3 separate regions of the Macaca mulatta genome follow, and regions 2 and 3 are each linked to region 1. Evidence: chromatin contacts called from public Hi-C data. All regions are on one chromosome and are shown on one strand. The core of a region is the stretch at or near the end of the contact, and the rest is flanking DNA. Distances in the headings are between cores, read along the strand shown.

Region 1 (4,824 bases), core at 590-3,089:
GAATTTCTTAAAATTGTCAGTGATCTTAACTTTTAACTTTTCCTTAATATAAGAAAATAACTTTTAGTAGCTTAGAGATATTCATTCAGATGTTGTCAACAATTTTCCTTTTTAGCACTTGACATAATTTGATAGGTTGAATATTTTTTGTAGGATTAAATTATAAAATATAATCTATTTTCATTTAATTCTCCAAGTCCAAGTGAACACAAAAGCACTAAGGATCAAACACAAACAACGTCTGCAAGGCAGCCAATGGCAGCCAATAGGCACACATATTCCCCCACTGGGATGGAACAATCAATCAAGAGAAAGCCCTTGGTTAATGAAGTTGTTCAGTATTTGGGATTCCGGCTTTAAAAGGAGAAAGCCCAATCACTTGCCATAGTTTCTTAGCACTGCTCTCGCGTCTATGTTGTGTATTTTTCGTGAACTCAATGTCAGTGCTGCACAGGCTATACCCAAGAAAACCCAACCAGAAAAATGAAATACTAAGGAATAACATTTTCTCGGGTGGGGTTAAGCTTTGGAGGGGCACAAACCACTGTATCAGATTTTTTTTTTTTTTTTTTTTTTTTTTTTTTTTTTGGTCCACAAGAACCAATTCTCACCTTGGGATAAATATCACCCCCCTCAACGCCCAACTCATAGTGCCCCCACAACATAGTCTATCTTTTGAGCTACTATCTCTTCCAAGCAAACTTTGTAACATGCTTTGAGTATTTTTATACCAGAAACTTGGTCTAGGGAAACCCCACTTCCCCAAGTCCTTAAGGATCCAAAGCCTAGATTTTGGTAGGTCATTTAATTTCTCTGAACATCAGTTTCCCTATCTGGAAAATAAGACTAATAATGCCTACCTTGTAAGAGTTGGAAACGTTAAAGGTTATGGGTATAAAGCGCTGAGCACAGAGCCTACATATAGCAAACAAACACAATGTCAAATACGAAGCAAGACACAGATAAAGTGAGATGGGCAGTATGCCAACAATGATCTCACTCCAGCAAACTGCCATTTCAATTCTTTCTAGTGTTCAACTTTCATCCCAATAAGTAGGTAGGTGAGTGACTTCGGATTATCTCAGATTTTATTTCAAAACAGCAGGAGTGAGAAATGGAGGCTAGACAACTTCAGGTAGTAGAATGACGGGGCTTTCAGTACTTACAAAGGAGGTTCCCTTACAAACGCAGGGGGACGCTCACTGTTCTCAAAGTATCGTCCTCTGAGGCAACACTAGAATCCTTTGAGTCCTGAGTAGGATGTCAGAGTCCTCAGGGGCCCCGCCGACTCCAGTGCTCTCTTATAGTTTGGCACTCCCTGGAGAGGTTTCCTAGCCTGAATGGCAAGTCCGTGCCATCTTCCGACCAGGACAGAAGACAAAGGGGCTTTTCAGCCCTCGCGTCCTCCTCCCCAACCCGCAGCCCAGCGTAAGGCGCAGCCAGGCCTTCCGGAAGCTCCACGCAACCCTCAAAGGACCCGGGATCACCGCGGAACCCCCGGAGACCCGGACACGCCTCGGCAGCTCCGAGCCCGGCCTCCCAGTCGGGAGCGGCTTTGGCAGTTCCTCACCTGGGCGTCGTCCCTGCCACTCGGCCCATAGTAGCGTCAGGTCGCCGTCAGCCCGCAGGAAGCGCAACAGCTGCACCACTAGCAGGAGCAACGCGCACAGCGCCAGCAGCCAGAGCAGCAGCTCCCAGTTCATCGCGGCCGCGCACGCCCAGCTCCGGGGGAAGAAGACAGCCCGCACCAGAGTCGCGTCGCTGCCCTGCGGGATCGCAGCGCCACTCTTTCGGCCAGCCCAGAGCGGCACCGCCCCGGCTCTGCCCAGGGAGCAGGCCGGGAGGAGGAGCCGCTCGGGCGCCCCGGGCTCAGCACTCGCGGCCGCACTCGCCTCCCTGGGGCTGCCCGCGCCCTCTTGCGCCACACCCAGCGGGGCAGGCAGATTGCTTGAATTCAGGTTTCCAAGACCAGCCTGGGCAACATTGGGAAACCCTGTCTCTACCAAAAATAAACAAATAAAATTCCAGTATTTTTTAAAAAGCTGATTCAAACATAAGCTACATATTATATACTACATTATTTCCTCTCTGTACAGGAAAACTAGCAACAGTCAGGAGACAAAGAATCATTCTTGCCTGGCCCCTCTTCTCCATTCCTATTCAGAAAGAACATTCCCTTTTCAAGTTTCAGTATCTTTTCATGAGGTCGAGAGAGTGCTGAAGAGTGTGGCTATCACTCAAAAGACCCCACAAGTCAAGGCAATGGTCCCTCCATGGGGACAAGGACCTTTTACAATTAGAGAAAAAAAGACTGAAGCCATGTGCTGTGTTGGCACCTTACAACCTGGTTCTGACCACACACAAACTTACTCTCAGCTAAAGTGTCTGTTTGGCAACCAAAGCCTAGCTTGGTACCAAATCCTCCCCTTACCCAAGCCATGATTCACATCCTAATATAAACAGCAAATGAAAACAGAGAACGTAATGAAAATACCAAGGTCTTGCCTACTCTAATACACAAAAGAGTAAACTACTGTTCTTAATTTCCGTTTGAAATGAGCTTCAAAACATTTCATTACTTCCCACTAAATACCTACATGTGTTTAAGGCATTAACAGTAGCATCTTTCTTGTTTTCAAGCATTTGAAAGCAAGAGGGCTTTCCATTCACAAGCCTCAGAGGGACCCAGTTAGAGTGCATAGATACTAGGCCATGTATGAGAACGACCTGTGACCAAATGGAGAAAGTTCTGGACGTTGATGCAGTAGAACTTTCATCCTCTTTATGTCCTAGAATACCTTGTATGCTCTGATGTCAAAGGCTGTTCCTTGGCTGAAACTAAATATGACTTTAAAACAGTCATGGAAATAAAAGAAGCTGTGACTTCCTTCCCCAATGTTGTTTTCTTTTTCCAGTCTTGCGTGCCAAACTTTTGTTTTTCTTCAAATGTTTTGAAGAATGTTACTTGCAGTAATCAAATTTCCTTAAACAGCTCTTCCTTCTCTTTTTTTAATCCTATTATAAACCTTCCCACCCTCATCCTTCTCTAAAAAGCTTTTTGGAGTTATCTGGACTCACAGTCATCTCTACCCTAATCTCAGCTCTTTCCACAATTACTTCTGAACTATGTTTGATATTGTTTTTTAATTATTTTCAGGGTTAATATATTATTGTTGCAATAGAACTTTAGAATCCTTGAAATAGAGTAGCAAATCTGATGCTCATTTTGAAGAGTCTGCAATACATAGCTTAGTGTTGACATGAGAAACAATAAGCCCACATTGGTTGAATTCTCCTTTCCTTGAAATTTAAACCTCCTTCAGAGAGAGTAGAAGGATAGTTACCAGAGGCTGAGAAGAGTAGTGAGAGGGTTGGGGGAAACTGGAGATGGTTAATGGGTACAATTATAGTTAGAAAGAATGAATAAGACCTCATATTTGATAGCACAATGGGTTGCCTATAGTCAATAATAATTTAGTTGTATGTTTTAAAATAACCAGAAGAGTAAAATTGGATTGCTTGTAACACAAAGGATAAATGCTTGAGGGGATGGATACCCCATTTACCATGAGTGATTATTACACATTGTATACCTGTATCAAAGTATCTCACATACTCCATAAATATATAGACCTACTATGTACCCACAAAAATTAAAAATTAAAATTCAATTTTTTAAAACCTCCTTGATGTTCTGAAGTCAATGTTAAAATGAGAGTTGCTAGCATTAAATATGTCAGTCTTCTCTGAGTATTATTAAAATGCTTTGAATAAAGTCACAGCCAAGGGGTCCCAAAGTCTTTCTATAACTGGTAACCTTCATTTTTAATTGCAGATGTAATAGAATGGTACCCTGCCTTCCCTCCTTTTAGTAATGGCCACTTTTGATGGTCTGGGCTCAGGCCTATTCATGGCAGCTAAGGCCCATTCAGGTCAGCTAAGATGAAGGCAGCTGTGCGTAAGCAATTGCCACCTTCCATAACAAAAGAATTACACAAAAATAACTTTAAAAATCCAGATCCTCCAAGATTGGCAGTCCCTGGGTGGGGGAAAAAGAAAAAGTGAGTGGAAGCTGTGAGTGGAAACAGGAACCAAGGAAGTCTAGGGAGGGAATATTTTTCCTCAAGAACAAGAAGGGGTTTGTAGTTTTTGATTGAGGGTGTTTTCACATCCCTTAGATGCTTTTGGAAATGTGTTGGATGAACAGTTGCCATAGTGCCAGCTAGCCAGGGTGCCATCAGAGTGCTAAAGGTCTGGGCACTATGTAAAGACATACCCAACAAAGAATTGCCCTGCCCCCAAAACTCACAACACCCTTACTCAGAAATCCTGCAACCTGGCTGGCCACAGTGGAGAGGAGGAGCTCTGCAATCTATTAGCTGCCTCCCACCACACGCTCCGGCTTACACCTGCCTGGCTATACCCCAGGTACAAGCATTCAGGTCATTGTCTAGTTTTCTGATATTCTTCAGGCAGACAAGGTCTTACCTAGAGTCTTATTTATAAGAAAATATAAGTTATTTTCTTATCTTTAGTAATCTCATGGGATCCCTCAATAAGAATATCTCACTCCACTATTCACCACAAGCAGTTCCCCATATCAGTGCGATTGTTTGTTTAGATTAGCCAATTTCCACAATATCTTGAGACTCTTAAACATAAGCAGTTTATGGCTCTCACTCTCTCTCTCCCTTAAATGCCGTGTTTCAAACTTCCCTTTATATATCTTGGTATATGATTTAGTAGTGGTGGTGGTTTTTCGAATCTAGAACTTCAAACACTCATACACACATGAGTACATGCAAAGCTGGTGAAAGTTGAATG
Region 2 (5,001 bases), core at 1,603-4,102, 74 kb before region 1:
GCTTCTTTAAAGACACCCGGAACTGTGGGCCTGATTTTGCCTCCCCTTTAGCCCATACTTAGTGCTGCAGCTCTGATTATTTTCAGAGACTTCTGGCCAGTGGTCTCTGGGAACAGGGCAGAGTGAGGGTTTATGGGGTGGGTTTTGTTTTTGTTTTATTTTTTAGCAAGAGAAGTAACTTGGGTATGAACTGAAAACGGGCATTACCATTACACAATAACATGTATGTCATGATAATGCCTGACTAAACATCTTCTCTGGCTGAAGCAGCAGTTCCAGATTTTTCACAATTTGTTTCATTTTATGTGAATCGCAGGGCAGGAAAAATATATGAACTCTGAAGACATACAGATATGGACTCAACTCCAGATGTCATCACTTATTTTACTTTTCTCAAGCTCAGATTCCTTACATTTGAAATAATAATAAGCTACCTCATGAGGTTAAGATTAAACGAGGTACACAAAGTACTGATTCTATGTATGCTCTAAATGTGTTAAATGAATTAAAGAATAAATGTTCCTCTACCTGGAATATCTCTTCTCCCAGCTAACTCTTTTTTTCTTTTCTTGTTTTTTTTTTGAGACAAGATCTCACTCTGTTGTCCAGATTGGAGTGCAGTGGGGTGATTTCGGCTCACTGCAACAACCTCTTACCTCAGCCTCAGAGTAGCTGGGACCACAGGCGCACACAACCACATCCAGCTAATTTTTTGTATCTTTTGTAGAGACAGGGTTTCATCATGTTGCCCAGGCTGGCCTCGAACTCCTAGGCTCAAGCGATCCTCCTACCTCAGCCTCCCAAAGTGCTAGGATTGCAGGCATGAGCCACCACACCTGGCCCAGCTGTCTACTCACCCTTTAAAACCGGATTGCAACTATCCTTAATTTCCCCAGAATTATGTGTCCCACTTTGTTTCTGAACTTCAGCGCATACCTGTTTATCACACACACTGTAATTACTGATGTCCTGTTGTTCAAGTTATATCCTTGATGTCCAAGTTACCTTTTGATAAATTCCTTAAGGATCATGTTTTATTTGACTTTCTACAGCAATTAGTGTAGTTCCTGACAAATAGGAACCACTATTCCCTTCACTATTTCAATAAATGCTGAATGAATATTTTATACACAGCTAACCAAAGGGCTTGTACCATATGCTCTACTAATTTTATTCTAAGAAAGTGTGATGTTCAAATATATTTGAAAAACAGCAGATATTTCAACAATAAACATGTTAATTCTGATTGGGTCATACGTAAAGGCCATGAGAAGAACAAGCATAAATACACCCTCTACATAAAGATAATAGCTCATCCTTACTAAGCATTTATGCTGTGCCATTTACTCTGCTAAGCAATTTACAATTATTTGATTTAATCCAATGACATAACTCTCTGTGGGTTAAGTTCTATTGTTTGCCTTATTTTACAAGATATGCGGAAACCGAGCACTAGAGAAATTACATAACCTCAAGATCACACAAGTAGTGAGCAGTGGTGCCAGGGTTTCAACCCAGAGTTCCTGACTCTGGAGCCTCTACTCTTAACCATATGAAACAGACTTCTTAGCGGTAACTGGTGCTTCCAAGATGCTTAATGTGGTACTCTGACCCGCAATAAGTGAGCTTCAATGAGAAAAACTTAGGATGGACCAACAGCACATTTTCCCATATTCTATCAAATCGTGAAGACACCAAACTACGAAAGGGTCTACCTGCAAATTAAGTCCTTGAAGACAAGTATATGTATATCCCGGGTTTTCTTCCACACGCTTTCAACAAACTACACTTTTCCTCTGAACAGAATATCTTAAAAATAAATAAATAAATACAACTTTGGCTTTCTTTTAATATTCACACAGTAATTATTTTTCTATTATGAACTGAAAACCTAAATACTTAAATACAAAGTCATCATTTCCAGGATAGCCAAGAGCCAAGAACTAAAAAAAAAAAAAAAAAAATTAAGGCCTCGTTTATAGTTTTGAGGAATGGGGATCCAAACAACACAGTCCACAAGTCATCTTGGACTCTGAAGTGTGCAGAACTTGCTACAGTATCTAACCAATCACATGGGGGAGTTGCGGGTACCTTGATACCGACAAGTTAGCTTCAAAGTTCCCTTACACGAGCCTCTAAATCAGCTGAGACCAATTATTGTTAATGCTCTCCGGGGCCGTGTTGAGGACTCCCAATTGGCAATCTGGAACGTTTCCAGAACTTGGTGGGGGGGAGGGGGCTCATATTTCGTGGAGAATGGGGGAGGTGAGCCCTGGATATAGGGATAACTTTTTAACTAGCCTTAATTGGGGTCTCTGCGGCCAGGCTGTAAAGATTCCCGCCACACTAATAAGAATCAGCCACGGCCTTTTAATTGGAACGCCGGAACTCTGCCTTGTTTTACTAATATCTTAATAACACGTTTCTATGATGGACATGTTGGTTCCTTGTATTTTAAGACGCGGCCACAAACTGAAGCGATAGCGATCACGTATATGCAGTCCCCCAATCGTCCAAGCCGAATAGGTTGCATGTAGTATCACTCAAAAAACATTCATTACCGTCGGTGTGTTGAGTGGTGAGGGCCAGTGTGCGAATTCATTAATGGAAGTCGCGGGACCCCGAGCGGTTGGAGCCCTGCCACACCCCTCTGCTTGCGTTAAGACAACCTGACCCAACCTCTGGGGAATTGATGCGCAAAATGGCGGTTGCACTTCTGTTCTCCGACCCCGGCGCACAATCCTGAGGAAGGACGTCACGTCACCAGGGCAACGACACTCCTGCGTAAAGGCCCGGCCCAGTGGAAAGTTCAGGGCGTCCCCGCTCTCGCCGCTGGTGCTTCTCCTAGGCCCAGTGCCAGACCAGAGCATGAGCGACTCACGTCGTCCCTGGCCAGGCAAATGTTGGCCTAAGCTTGGCGCGAACGAAGCGCGCTATTTCCCTGCTTCCTTTAGGCCAAGCCTGCTGTACGGCAGGGCCCGCCCCCGGAGCGAGCATAGACCGGGGCAGCGAGGCCAGCCGGGCGCCGGCCAGGTCCTGAGCGCGCACGCGCTCTGTTCAGCTCCGGGTGGCGGTCGCCGGAGTTGACGTTAGCCATGGAAACCGAGAGCTGGCCCGGGCGGGGCCACGGTGAGCTTGTTGTTGGGACGCCGCAGCTTTTCTGCCTCCGCATTCGGGCAATAGCCAACCTCCCGGCGGGAGCGCCTAGCCCGGGTTTACCTGCAAAAATGCAGTCCCCGGGATGCCTTCGCGTCTTCGCTTCCCTCGGTTGACTTGAGGTACGTTCGTTGTCCGATGTCCACCTTGGGACTTCTTCGGCGCTTTAATGTCCAAGCCTGTGCGGAGAGCCAAGTTGTTCTTGGAGTATTCATTGCCACAAGAAACACATTTTTCCTTTTTAGTTTCAAAACCTGTAAGTGCAATTATTGCGCTTAATGAACTCAGTCATTAGAGATAGTAATTCAGTGTGATTTTAACTTTACTTTGAAAGACTACTTTAGTCTGTTGAATTTGTAGCATTTTGTTTCTAAGAGACTCGTACGAAATGGAAAATGGCACACCCGGAGCTGTGTCCCTTAGATAGAACTGTACTCTCACGCCTTATCTCCAGCTAAACCTCTTTTGTCCGAATTGTTCAACTCATGGGCCCCTGAACGTGAAGCGCTCCTTCCCCCACTGATCTCGATCTCTGTCCCCACAACCTCCTGTCTGTCCAGGACCAGAATTTACTCCAGTGAATCGAAAGTTGTTTTTCATGCCGCTGCATTGGTTATCTGCTTCGTATCCATCATTTTTCACTTACTCATTTTTTACTATTTTTAGGTGTTTGTTTTCTTCATTAAATCATTCCTGCAGTTAGGGCAAAGACTGTCCTTCATGTTATTTGGTATCCACCGCCACTCACGCCAGATCCCCAAACCTTTAGCATAGCATCCAGTTCAGATGTTGCCTTTTTACAAATTTAACTGTTTGGAGCATCTGTTGGCTACTCCTAAATTTCCTAAAGAGCTGCCTTCTAATTATTAACTGCTGTGGAAAATACCAATCGGGGAACCTTTTCTTTTTCCTTTTTAAGAGCTTTATTGAGATGTAATTTACATTCAGTAGAGTTCACCCATTTACAGAATTGTGCAACCCTTACCACAGTCAAGTTTAGAACATTTGCATCACCCCAAAAAGAAACTCTTTACCCTCAGCAGTCACCACCTCCCCCATTAACCTTACCCCACCAGCCATAAGCAATTACTAATCTATTTTCCGTCCCCATAAATTTGCTTATTTTGGACATTTCACAAAGATAGGATAATACAATATGTGGCCTTTTGTAACGGGCTTTCACTTAGTGTGTTTTCAAGGTTCAGCCATGTTGTAGAATGTATGAGTACGTCATTCCTTTTTATAGCCTAATTCCATTGTGTGGATATATCACATTTTATCCATTCATTGATGAACATTTGGGTCGTTTTCATTTTTTTGGCTGTTAGTAATATTTCTTCTATGAATGTTTTGTGTACAGATTTTTGTGTATACATACATGTTTTTATTTCTGTTGGGTGTATACCTGAGAGTAGAATTACTGGGTTATATGGTAACTCTAGCCTTTTGAGGAACTGCCAGACTGTTTTCCAAAGGAGCTGTATCATTTTACATAACCGCCAGATATGTTTGAGGGTTCTGATTTCTCCACAGTCTCATCAATACTTATTATTGTCTGCCATTTTTATTGTAGCCAGTCAAGAGGATTTGAAATGGTACCTAATTATGGTTTCAACTTGTGTTTTTCTAATGAGTAATGATGTTGAGCATCATTTTATATTTTCTGTGCTTATTAACCGCTTGTATATCATCTTTGGTTAAATGTCTATTCAGATCCTTTGCTCATTTTTTAAAGATTGGATTATTTGACTTCTCGTTATTAAATTGTAAGAGTTCTTTATATAGTCCGGTTGTAAGTCATATATGTATATATATATGATTTGCACAAATTTTCTTCCATCCTAT
Region 3 (4,433 bases), core at 1,793-4,292, 90 kb after region 1:
GTGAGAGAAAAAAATACGAAACAGGTAGTGAGGGAGGAAGGAATTGTTGAACCTATGTTCTGGTTGGCTTTCTAACTCTCAAGTAGTGACTGGCTTCAGTGTAAAAGGATGGTGAGGGGTATTCTCAAATACTAGCTTCCTGAGGGAGTCACTCAATTACTGACATATATTTTGAGAGGTCCAGGTAAGTCTGCCTCAAGGGTGACTCTCCTGGAGAGTAATTTGGGAACAGGAATGTAAATCTTTTTTTTTTTAAGTCACAATTATGGAGGAAAGGGAAAGAAAGTATTGCTGACCAGATTGAACTTTAGACTCCACACTACAACCCCTGTCCTCACCCCAAGCCTTCCAATTACTAGGCTATCAACACACGCTAAATTCAGGACTTTAAAGCCAGTCTTGTAGATAATATTTTTCTTTGTTAATTGAAATATAAACAGATTTCCAAAGCAGAGCAAGATAATTTTATAATATACCTATAAAAATTACTAAAATGTTATCATCGTGGCAATATATTCCCACTAAAATCTTACTATGAACTTCCCAAATATGTGTAGGAGGCCTGGCAAAGTCTTACAGTTCAGAAGATAACTTTCAATCCTGTTTTTTCAATGTTCTTTTTCCCTTCTATTAGTCCCCCCACCTTAGCAGAAGGTTTAATAAAAGGGGATATGATGATATTAAACATAGGTAATCAGACAATATTCATATCTTTGTTTTGAATTTTAAAATGTTAATCTTATTACCCATGAGCTTCCCAGTTCATACCAAAATGTCCCAGCAAGCTGTATTCAGAAATAAAAAGTAGTAGGAAGGTGCCGCTTCATCGGCAGACTGTACACTGTGTAGACTCCTTGCAAACCTCTTTCCGTTCATATTTTCTATTTCTCTCCCTCTTCTGCTACAATTGACCCAGATTCTCCAAGTGCAGAACAGAGAGAAGAAAGGTGTGGAAGCCTAAAGGAAGGAAGCAGAAAGATAGGCAGGCTTTTCAAGTTTTCTACTGTCCACTATTCTCACTAGTGACCCAACTTCTGCTTACGAATAAGAAAATTTGTCTTTTAAGAGCGCTCCAAATGGTTGCCACATGAGCTTTTCTAGTTCAGAATGTTAATGAGTCCACCAGCACGCTACTCATGCTGTTACTTGTCTGGACTACTAAGGATTCCAAAAAGGTAGCGTTTCAAAGATCTTTGATCTAATTTCTTTTTTTGGGGGGGTGGGGAGGTATGTGGAGAATTAGGAAATGTATCCTCAGATGATACTGAGACCAAATGCATAGTGAATTTTATTTTTATTTTGTATATCTGGAAATGATCCATGTTCATCTTCTAAGAAATTCTAACCCCAAAGATATTAAGTAATTTTTGCGTTCCTTGACGATTTGGTTTGCCAGTGACTGGCGATTATACATTTGATCCTGTTGTTAGGTTCTAGGTCTACAAGTAAAGGAAACAGAACCTTCCCCAAAGTCATGTTGAGAAAATTGGAGATGGCTTTTTACAACTTTAAAAGCAGTTAAATGCTTGCTGAATGCCAGAAAGAATGAATAGTTTGCTTTTGATCTAAGAGTTGGGGCAACAAAATGGTTTAGGAGATAGAAAGTAGTAAGGTGCAAATTGCTGTAGTAAGCTCCTCAAGTAAAACAGAGAGGCCTTCAACATAAATTTACCTTTTTTACTGGCCAGAACTCAATTTGGCCAGTAGAAGAACCTGCCTTCTACAGTGAAGTCTTTGTTTTGTGTGTGCATCAGAACATCTTTTAAAAATTCGGACTTTTCTTATAACTTCTTCTCCTGTGAATGTGTAGGTCAAATTTGTGAACCGGTTAAGCCGCTGACAAGAGAGGGAAGGGCACCCCAGCCAATGGGAACTCATGCTGGTGATGTACTGCTCCTAGGCTGCGATTCATTGGCTGCCTAGGGTTTGTCATTCTATACCCGGCGTCTGCAAGCAGCGTGGGTCGGGTTTTCTAGCTAGCTGAACTGGATTTTGGCAGCCGGCACGTGCAGTTTCTATTAACTTTAGCTCATCTCTACCTCTTAACAGAAGCAGCTGTTATGTTTCTGATTATTCTCCTGATTTTGAAAAATCCTATTTCCTTCACCTACCTCATTGGAGGTCATTGGAGGTCCCCTGGGACAGAATCACGTGATTATCTAACATGTGCAAATAAATACAATGTGGAATCCCCTGAGCTACAGAGGGAAAACCTGCCAGAAAGAGCATGTGCCCCGTGCGTGAATCAGCTGCACTCGCACGTGGGTGGGCGGTGGTAGTGTGCGTGTCTCTGCCCTTCGGGACGCGAGGTGTGTGGCCGTGGCACCTGCTTGGGCTTCATGGGGTCACTGGGAGAGGAAGGCTCTGGAGGCGTGGGACTCTGGGGTAGGGGGGTCTGGCAGCTGCCTGGGATCCATCATGGGTTCGAAGGGCAGCGGCCAGACCGCGACGGCGCCCAAGAAGGGTGGACAGCTCCGGGTCTGTGATCGGGGCTGCGTGTACACCATCTTCGCAGGGAGTGGGGTTTGTATCTGCAGGCTGGTAGAAAGCCAGGGCTCGGGGCGCGGACGCCGTAGGGGTAGCTTCCAAGTCCCTACTTGGCCAAGGGCCGGGCATGGAGGGGCTGTCCATCTACTGGGCACCGAATAGTCGCACATTCTGTCCAGTCCCTGACGCCAGAACGTGAAGGCCCGAGTCCTCGCTGCTATCCGGACCCCGCTCCCTTCGGCTTCAGCCTGGTGCTCCAGGCCGCAAGGCGACGGCGGCGGCAGCAGCGGAGAAAGAGGCTGGGTAGGGCAGTGACGTCATCTGTGGCGGCCCCTCCCCCGCCCGCCAGCCTTCGCCGCAGTTCCTGCCCAACGACATCCGGGTCTCTGTAGCTGCTCGCCGCGCCGCAGCTGTAGCGGCGGTGGAGCCAGCGGGGCGGGGCGAGCGGAGGGTGGGGGAGGGGCGACGCGGTCGTGAGCGCGCCTGCGCGGGGCCGCGCTAGAGGCGGCGGCGGCGGCGGCGGCGGCGCTAGGGACGGGAGCGCGCGCGGGAGCTAGAGAGCAGTGGTCTCGGCGCCGGTCCGGCCCGCAGCTTCGGGTCCTCAGGCGGCTGCTGCTCCGGAACGGGTGGTTGGGGAGGGGGGGTGGGGGGACGCTAGACAGGTGAGGCGCGAAAGCGATGAATCCTCGGCTCTTCCTCCTCCTCCTCCGGGACCCGCTCTCTGCCTCCCTCTCCAACGCCCGGATGATCTGAGCCGCGAGGGCGCCGAGAGCCGGGGGCCCGGACGCAACCCGGCTCCTCCCCTCCTCCGCCCCCTCCCCGGCCTGACCTGGCCCGCCGCTGCCGCGGTGACCCCCTCCCCGGCTGCCGCCGCCGCCGCCGCGGTGACCCCCTCCCCGGCTGCCGCCGCCGCCGCCTCGGCCGACCAGGGACCTGCCCGCCTGCGGCTGCTCCGGGTAAGTGCGGCGCTTGGGCCGACGGCGGGCGGGCGGGCGGTGCGGGCCTGCGCGGCGGCGGCGGCGGGCAGGCCTGGGGCCTGTAAACAAGCCGGGCGTCTGCCCGGGCGCTCCCGGGAGGAGACGCGACAACTCCACCCCCTGGCCGGCCTCCTCCCCCGAGCCGGGCGGCGGGCGGCGAGGGGTTAACGCTCGGCGAGGGCGGTGGCGGTGAGGCGGGGGCGGGGTGTTTGTGGCGGCGGCGCGGGGAGGGGGCGCGACCCCCTGGCCGTCCGCGGCCGGGAGGGGTGTTTGTGGCGGCGAAGCGGGCGAGGGCCGCGGGCCAGCCTGGCCGGAGAGCGGCCTGCGGAACTTTTCCCGAGCGGGGAGGGGGCGTCCTCCCGCCCCTACCCTCCCGGGCGCGCCGCCCCTGCTGTCCTGGGCTTTGGCCCCTGGGAGGGAGGCGGGGAGATTTCTTTTGAATCGGGCTTAGCCTCGAAAAACCTAATTCTGTAGAAATTGCTTAAGGGTTTACAGGGGGCAGGGCTGAGAAGCTCCTTCAGAACTCAAGTCAGTGAGTGATGCCTCCAGTTCATTCATTATTAAGGCATCGAAAACATCCATTGAAGTAAATTCCGATTTCTCATCCTTTTAACTACGTAAATTGGTTAAAACTTCTTGATGTTAGAGCTTGGTTGAGGTATGGTTCTGTTCTGCTTGTAGATTTTAATTAAACTTGGATCCTTTTCTTGAAAGACAGCTGGCTGTGGAGAGCCTTCTACCAACTGCAGTTTTAGATACGTTTTGAAAATTTCATCACCTGAGGTATTTTTCTTCTCTCTCCTCAAACACCACATGGTACTTATAAATCCACAAAGGTCATGCTTCAGTTGTCCAAGCCATGGGGTCTGTGTGCTACCCCCGCCTCACCCCGAGTTTCCTGCTAATTGGAATAATGAGCTGAATGTGTTTCAAGAAGTGGTTGGAAAAGTGTGAGAGAGAGGTGTCATT

The links. Hi-C and Micro-C count contacts between places; a contact is called where the count stands out from the background.
Region 2: a Hi-C map of fetal cortex germinal zone shows a contact between it and region 1, with 2.2 times the contacts expected there. The contact joins the promoter of PCNX4 here to the promoter of DHRS7 in region 1. A contact is called at or near these places in 2 of 14 Hi-C or Micro-C datasets (fetal cortex germinal zone and fetal cortical plate).
Region 3: a contact with region 1 is called in a Hi-C map of CD4 T cells, with 4 times the contacts expected there. The contact joins the promoter of PPM1A here to the promoter of DHRS7 in region 1. A contact is called at or near these places in 3 of 14 Hi-C or Micro-C datasets (CD4 T cells, blood and liver).

What each region holds. Positions count from the first base shown.
Region 1 is chr7:133,288,322-133,293,145 of T2T-MMU8v2.0, forward strand. It overlaps DHRS7 (dehydrogenase/reductase 7), which reads right to left and starts at 1,840. Exons shown (of 7, transcript NM_001261687.1): 1 at 1,571-1,840. The coding sequence starts at 1,703.
Region 2 is chr7:133,213,273-133,218,273 of T2T-MMU8v2.0, forward strand. PCNX4 (pecanex 4) reads left to right here and starts at 2,853. Exons shown (of 12, transcript XR_013396288.1): 1 at 2,853-3,278.
Region 3 is chr7:133,377,542-133,381,974 of T2T-MMU8v2.0, forward strand. It overlaps PPM1A (protein phosphatase, Mg2+/Mn2+ dependent 1A), which reads left to right and starts at 3,043. Exons shown (of 7, transcript XM_077941090.1): 1 at 3,043-3,443.